Linked DNA regions of Gossypium hirsutum: region 1 is linked to region 2. The links are chromatin contacts, called in public Hi-C maps. All regions are on one chromosome and are shown on one strand. Each heading gives the region's core, a stretch centred on a gene start, on an enhancer-like site or on the middle of the called end of the contact. The rest is flanking DNA. Distances are from core to core; before and after follow the strand shown. Region 1 holds the start of LOC107953216 (MLO-like protein 6). Region 2 has its middle 9.3 kb from the start of LOC107956518.

What was found. A called contact is a pair of places that touch in the nucleus more often than the background predicts.
Region 1: a contact with region 2 is called in a Hi-C map of leaf, with 2.8 times the contacts expected there. The contact joins the promoter of LOC107953216 here to the enhancer-like site in region 2. A contact is called at or near these places in 6 of 34 Hi-C or Micro-C datasets (anther, callus, cotyledon and 2 more).

The regions. Positions count from the first base shown.
Region 1 is chrA07:22,709,201-22,713,432 of Gossypium_hirsutum_v2.1, forward strand. LOC107953216 (MLO-like protein 6) reads left to right here and starts at 1,608. Exons shown (of 15, transcript XM_016888455.2): 1 at 1,608-2,003; 2 at 2,092-2,149; 3 at 2,254-2,507; 4 at 2,760-2,876; 5 at 2,962-3,022; 6 at 3,244-3,332; 7 at 3,807-3,881; 8 at 3,968-4,062; 9 at 4,163-4,212. The coding sequence starts at 1,881.
Region 2 is chrA07:22,647,866-22,652,130 of Gossypium_hirsutum_v2.1, forward strand. No RefSeq gene overlaps it. Among protein-coding and RNA genes, the nearest start is that of LOC107956518, 9.3 kb to the right of the region's middle. Within about 2 kb of position 2,931, at least 1 of the 9 cell types and tissues checked has an H3K27ac peak or open chromatin away from gene starts, as enhancers often do. A contact at or near this core is called in leaf, where this site is marked.

The sequences.
Region 1 (4,232 bases), core at 358-2,857, 60 kb after region 2:
AAAATATGTGTGTTCTTTATTTTTTATTTCTTTTCTTTATGATATATTGTCATTACCGACATTCTATTTTTTTTACAAGGGTCGACATTCAAGAAGTGTAAATTGTGTTAGGTCTGTAGAGTTTGATTTTTATATGGTTAAAAAATCGTAAAAAATAATATTAAAATATGGAAATCTTACAAATATTTTTATAATAATGAAAAATAAAAGAAAATGAATTAGATATTTCACTATATTGAAATAGTTGGCAAAGTGATCAATTAGTTTCTCTTTGAAAAACTATGTCAATAAGAGTAAGTCTTTTGTAAAGTTTGAGAGTATGAGAAGATTTTGGATGAGAAGAAAAGAAGGATGAGTGTGTTTTTATAGTGGAAATCGACAACCATAAGAGTTGATTTCCACTATATTCAATAAAGTTGGTTGTGCCAACAACAAAATAAATATGTTGATCAAACATTCACTCTTAAAATCGACATCCATGGGCGTCAAGATATTATTAAGGATGGTAATGGATCAAGGCGATGGCAAAAGTTGCTAAATCCATTACCGCATCACAGTTTGTATTTTCTACCCCATCATCCACCTCTGTGTAATATTGAAAACCACTACCACTTTCGTGGATGTTGGATTCATCCATCTGCGCTCCATTGTTCGCCCCGCTTCAATTTAATTTTTGCTAGTTATTTTTAATATTTTTAATATTTTAAAAGCAATTAAATATTTAAACATAAAACTTGTGATTTTTTTATAACACATTTTTATATTTTTAATAATTTTAAATATATATGGGTAAAATAATAATTTAATTTAATGGAGCCAGGACAAGTAATTTTTTTTTGAATTGTTATGATTTATTTATAATTTTTTTAGATTTTAGATATTTTTATTTTTTATATTTTTAAAATTATTCATTGGCATGACATAAAACAAATAGTGTCATGTTAGCTTTAAAGAACATGTGGACTATCATGTTCATATTGGTTGTCACACCAAAGTCGTTAAAAGGATTTATGTTTTAGTTAGCATTTCTGTTAAAAAGAACAATTTGACTCTTTTTTAAAAGCTAGGGCTAAATTTAGCTAAGAAAGAATAATGATCAAATTGATAAATTTAAACGTTGAAAACTAAATTTGATATTATGCCAAAATTATTTTATATAATCACTTTTAATAGATATTTTTATTTTTTTCAGTATCAAATTAAAAAGATTTTTCTATAATTTTTTTTTTCAAAAAGGCAATCTTAAAAATTCTTGAGATTAAGGCGATTCGAATGAGCGTTTATCTCCAGTGAATTGCGTTTAGTTTAATTTTTGTCTCTAACTATAATATCGTGATAGACATCATTATTTTTACACTAATAATAAATAAACAGCTTGATTATCCAAAAAGAGTCTAAGTGGGAAAAAGAAAAACTCAGGTGAGTGATCATGTGCAATTACATCAAGGTGGAAGAAAAAAAACAAAAAATTCAAATTTATCTAAAACATCTGGTTTTTAAATTTTTTGATAGGACTCCTGGGGCAATTATTTAAATTTTGATTTTCTCTTTCCTTTTGCCCCTACGCGTTGTCAAAGTCATCCCAACTTGCCTTTCTACGCTGCTTTCCGCTGCAACTTTCTTTCATATCGCTTTCATCAAAATAAATACTGCCAAAATTCATTAAAATTCTCTTTCACAATATTCAAAGCATTTTAGACCTTATTTTTGATAGAAGAATCTGTATTCACATTCCTTTTCCTTCTAGATATATTCAAGAACTCATATATATTTCTTTGTTTCTAAAGCTACTACTTGACAAACTTCATTCTATCAGCACAAATAGATCATCGAGGGTTTTCATCAAAGTGAATCTGAAGTTTGAGGAAATTAAGGAAAACATGGCAGGGGGAAGTGGAGGAAGAACTCTGGAGGAAACACCCACATGGGCTGTTGCTGTTGTTTGTTTTGCTTTGGTTTTGATTTCAATCATCATTGAACACATTCTCCATATGATTGGAAAGGTATGATTTTTTATTTCAACCTCATTTTTGGGGCCTTGTAATGGCTGTTTAATCTCCAAATCTCATACTTGTTTTAATGTTTTTGCAGTGGTTGAAGAACAAGCATAAACGAGCACTTTATGAAGCACTGGAAAAGATTAAATCAGGTAAAACATTTTAACCCGATTTAATGAATGAATTTGAAAGGTCAATAATCCATTAGACAAAGAAGTGATATATATATATATATTATGGGTATTCTTTTTTGCAGAGCTTATGCTGCTGGGATTTATATCCTTACTTCTAACAGTAGGACAAGGTTTAATATCAGATATATGCATATCGAAGGAAATTGCAGCTACTTGGCATCCATGCAATAAGAAACAAGAAGAGAAATTGAATGAATCTGATGATCAAGATAAAACAGATACGGAGCATCGACGGAGACTTCTCACTGTCTCGAACTCGGGTGTAGTTTTCCGGCGTTCATTGGCGGGACCTTCAGTGGACAAATGTGCAGATCAGGTATGACCCCAGCTAATTTATGTATGTAATAATATTCTCAAGTTGCTTTTCTTTTATGACTCAAAATTGGTAAAACGTTCATTTTCACACCATCTAATTACAATAAAGTTTATGAGAAAAAACTAAAAAAATTGAATAAATTGTCATTTCAAATGATTTGTTATTATCGGACTGCATAAAATGGGAAAAATTTGAGGCCCCATTGATGCATCAAATAATCAATGATTTGTAAATAAATCATTAATGCTGCAGGGTAAAGTGCCGTTTGTTTCATCGGGAGGAATCCACCAACTTCACCTTTTCATATTTGTGCTAGCTCTTTTTCATGTCCTTTACTGTGTTCTTACATTGGCATTGGGGAGAGCTAAGGTACTAATTTCTTAATATTCCTCCTTTCTAGTTTACAAAACATGAAATAACTCTCTTCTTTTTTTCTTTTCTTTTCTTTTTGTAGATGAAAAGGTGGAAGAGATGGGAAAAGGAAACAGGAACAATCGAATATCAGTTCTCACATGGTTAGTGCAGACTATATATTATTTTTGGTGTAGTTTACTGAAAACGTGGTCCATTATTTTATTATCTTCCAACGTTTTATATATTTTACTTTATTGACTTCATGTTTAATTATATGTTTACATAAAAAGAAAAATTCTTATTAGAGGGGAATTAAGTTTTAAAATGATGATTTTTTTAGAAATTAAAATAAATAAATAAATAAAAATTGATTTGGTGACAGATCCGGAGCGGTTCAGATTTGCAAGGGAAACGTCATTTGGACGGAGGCATCTTAGCTTTTGGACCAAAAACCCCATTCTTATGCGGATTGTAACCAAATTTCACCCTCTCTTCTCCTTTTACTTTATAGTCTTTTCCTTTTTACAACAATAAAATTAACAATACGCATTGCATGCTAAAGCCTTACTGCCAAGGTTTACATATTATTCTATTTATAAGCATATTTTTAAATAATATTAAATATCATATTTGAATAAGTTTTCATTTTTTTTATTTGTAAAATTACCCATATTAAAGATTGCCCAAATTGTATTTAAAAAAAAAAACTATATAGAACATTAAGGTTGCCAAACTGCCTTTTATAGACAAAGGACCACAGAATGCCCAAATTTACAACACTTTTGACTTTTTATCTTTGATTTTCCCACGTTTTCTTTCTAAACCTGACTCATACTTAATTAAAAAAAATTGTTTCATTTATATTCTTAGTATAATATATTTAATAAACAAAATAATACAGCAATGGGTTAAAAAACGCATGGGATTGTTTTTATTTATTTGCAGGTGTGTTTCTTTAGACAGTTTGTTAGGTCAGTCCCTAAAGTTGATTACTTGACTCTCCGACATGGATTTATTATGGTAATTATTTGATTTTTATTTATTTTTTAAATTCATTAATTAAAGTAATTATATATATATGTAATGTTTTAAATTTTATTTTTCAGGCACACTTGGCACCCCATAGCGAAACCAAATTCGATTTTCAAAAATATATTAATAGATCATTGGAAGAAGATTTCAATGTTGTTGTGGGCATTAGGTAAGTAATTAATTTCATCATTCCTTTCTCTGTTTTAGTTAATTAATTTCTCTCTATAAATCCATTGTTTATCTCTCTTCTTTTTCCATCAATTTTGCAGCCCTCCAATATGGTTTTTTGCTGTACTCTTCCTACTCCTTAACACTCATGGTGAGTCAATTATGTCTACT
Region 2 (4,265 bases), core at 1,681-4,180:
TTAAGCAATGATGGAGACATAAGTCGAGATAAATGTTCCGAGGGGTGAAACTACCAGATAGAGAGACTAGTTAGGAATCAGCCTAGGCATTGAGATAGTTTTGAGATAAGTTAAACTTGTGCCATTTCGAGGACATGACGAGGGCGTCGCCAGAATGAATGGGAAAGAATGTCATGAGCTGTAGATCAAAGACCATGACTAATAAACAAAGAGCGTCCCATGAAGGTCAACTAATTAAATGGGTCTCATTTGACCCATTTGAACTGGCTCAATTCGTGAAACACATGGAGAAGCCCATCTATTTGAAGCATTGGTAGCCCAATGAAATACTCTAATAAAACTAGAGTTAACAAGATAATTATTGTAAATCCTAAAGGATAAAGATGTATAGACTTTAAATCTTTTAGGACTCTTATGTAGTAGAAATGCACTAATCTTAGCCCTTAATGTAATTCAATCTATACCATTAGATCTAGGGGAGCTCAACTATAAATAGAGGCATTCCCCCTTAGTTGTAATCCTTCATAGCAATTGAATACTATTGAGAGCATTTACCCAAACATTTGACATGCTTTTTCTTTCTTGTGGCTACTTTGTTCTTTCATTTCTTTTTCGTTTTGAGTTGCTTCCACTTTAATTTTAGTGTATTGTAGATATTTTATCGAGAATTTTTTACTTTGCGAGAGTTAGACTGACTTAGGCAATTTACTTAGGCTGATTTGAAACCAAGATATCGCCTAAGGTCACAAGGATTGTGAGACTAAAATTCTAGCCTCGTGACATCTACATGTACATGTTAGAAAATAATGTCTTGGATTGACTGACCATGACAGTGCTTTTTGGATTATTATGTGAAAGTCATAGTTATTCTCATTGTGGTAATAGTGTATGTAAATCCTTGGACTTGAGATCATCATAGTTTCCAACATAGGGAATTGTACATTTCGACGTAATCGAATATCTTCTGTAATTGGATGTACTATGAAGATTGTTGTTAGGTATACCACAAACTTTGTAATGGGATATGATTGATTAATATAATATTTGTCTTTTACATATATGGAGTGACATCTTGGGTCCCCTAATTGAGTGAGACTATAAATGTATTTTCATGCTCAAATGAGCTGATATGAGATATCAAACTCATTTTTTCGGACCACAACATTATCGCGAAAAAGTTTTTTCGGACCACAACATTTCTACAACTTGAGTAATAGTAATGCGGTGCTAAATGTCACTCACTATTTATGATACTTGGGTTATAATAATACTACCAATGTTATAATATTTTTACAAGATCACAACCTATGATCGATACGATTAAGATTTGTAGAAAAATTGATATTACATTTAAATGTCTGATTGGAATTTTATCACATATATTATTCTAATTCAACATAGACTTTTTTATAAGATTTTTTTCCATCATATGAATCCAAATTTGAGTAATTATAAATGGATCATCTTAGGGTTAATTTAAATATCTAACGTTTTTTTCTTCCTTTATCTCTAGGGTGACTGTTGAAAATTAAGACATTGACAATTTGATGCTAGAGGGAGTACCCACTCCACTGCCTACTAAATCTATATGGAGATAATTTCCATATTTAATGTGTTGAGAATTTATTGAAATGACTATTTAGGCTATGATGAATATATGGATGATATCTAGCCCATTATGGAAGATCATATCACATGGGGAATCATTTATTGGTGATTGGATTGAATAAGATTACCCTTATCTAATCCCTTGAATAAAAAAAACTTGGATTGGATTAGACCACTAAAGACTTAGTTGCGAAGAATATTTGTTTATCTTGTTTGTTTTTATTCTACTGTATTCAACTTGTATGTGCCTGTTTTATAGGGATTATGATAGATATTCTTATGGAAGCAAGTCTCAATAAACTCTATATAATTGAGAGATTTGTATAGGTTTATGTATGGAGAGAATTGAATACTTAATATGTTCTAAGTGAGGAACCTTATTGTATGAGTGCATAGTGATAGTAAAACCTCTGTGTTGTGATTTTATTTGCTAAATTCACAAGAGGTGAATTTAGTGGTGAGAGCATCGAGCCTTCAAAGTAGAAGGGCGAGAGAAATTATCTCAGGCACTAATTCAATTATGCAAATTGTTTCTTAGCAACGCTCTTTTTTTAACATAGATCGTAGTTTTAGATATGACACTCCATTCATGTTACCCTTAGAAAAAAAGGACATGGTAGAAGTTTATAGGTAACTAGTCAATTGGTTTTTTGGGTAATTCAACTTTCTTTCACATATTCCTCTTTCTGGAAGTGTAAATCCAAGTTTGATTCATCATACAATATATACTTGTAATGTACTTGTGTTTGTATTCGACTTTACAGACTATACATCTTTTAGTTGCAATGGATATGTAAATGAGTACGCAATTGGTCGATTACTTCCAAATCCTTAGCTATATGAAACTGAGAACATTAGTCATAATTTAATTGGTTTAAATATTTTTATTTAATTAAAAATATCACGTGTTATAATTTAATTAGTTTAGAAATTTTATTTAACCAAAGTTAACGATTAATACCTAAAATTATAACGAAATAAAACTTCTAAGTAATAAAAATCTTTAAATACTTGGAGGAGAAATATTACATAATAACTATTTTTCATATATGCTTTTAAAAGAAATGGGATTACAATCAAAGGGTAAATGAAATAGGTATGAGTTGGAGGAGTGGATTCAAAAGCTGTTGAAATTCTATCTAAATTGGATAGAGCGGCAATTTTGATGTGATAGCTGCAAATTGTCTTCCAACATCATGACATTCTAAACAAGTTTTTATTTATTTATGTTGTAGAAATCCCTTTTATGATAACGTGTAGGAAAGGCCATGAAATTGTCAGTGTGCCGGAAGAGTCAAGTCAATGTGGAAAATTTGAGGCCCTCTTCTTACGTGGGCCTTTGAAATTAACTGCTAGCTAGATATGCACTTTGGATAGTTGTGATTGTCAGAAGAAGAAAAATGTTAGGGGTAGAGTATAATGTTTATAGTGCACACCATTCACTACCATTATGATTAAAGCTTATTTAAAAATGAAAAAGAGTAAGTTAATTCGATGAAAATGGAATAAAAAGATCCTACCATTATCATATTTGTTTGATTGAATGGAATAATTTTATTTAGTTATATGGAATAATACATTAGTTTAAAAGATTATTTTATCTTCTGTATGATATTTTTATGTAAAAAATTAAAATTATTTTCTTAATATCATAAAATTATATTATTGTAATTTATGTACTTATAAAAAATATTTTTACATAAAATAATTAAATATAAAATATTATTTTATTAATCCCATATAAATACTCTCTTTTCTCTATCTCCCCCTCTTTTCTCTCTATTTTGTAAAATTGAAATTTCTTAAAAAATATTTTAGGAGAACAAATTTTCTTTCTGACTAAATGGCCCATTCAGACTCCCCACCCATGAATCCTTATTACGGGAGTTGAAAGAAAAAAGATTGCAAAGCATTCTACTGAACTAAACTCTATTTTTTAGGCTACCAATAAAGAAATCTTAATACTCCTCCTTTTATGTTGTTAATTGGAATATATTTATTGAAATAAAAGGACACCTTATTGAGATAAATGAACATCTCACACGTAAAAATCTTGTTATCTCTTTATGAATCTTGTTCTTAATTAAAATAGTTAGCATATAATCAATTATTTCATAGATAACTAACTAAAATAATCAATTTAATAAATTAGAATACATTTGGATAATTATGATAGAAACCCAAATTTTAGGGAAAAATTGTAGGTTGTTTTATATTATTTGACAAATTTAAGGGTGTAATAGTAAGATACATGATATTTTTAGGGAGATAATTTAAGTTTAAATATTAAGAATAACATTGTTAGAAGATAAAACTAAAAATCTTAAAATAATCAGTGTTCATGATCATAAAATGAATATAAAAAATATTTTCATCATAAAAAAACATTTCAATTAAACAACATATATTGTCTTATCAATTTTTCTTATATTAATTATACAAATAAAATATTTTTATATGTTTCATAATTATGTTTATTTCACCTCATTCATTTCAACATAATACAATTATATAATATGTAAAAATAATTAAAACGTAACACTTTCAACCTAATATAATTACAAAATATGTAAAAGAAATTACAACATAACATAAAAGAACAATATGAAAGTAATCCAAATGTACGAGTTTAACAAAATCTATATAGTATAAGCTAT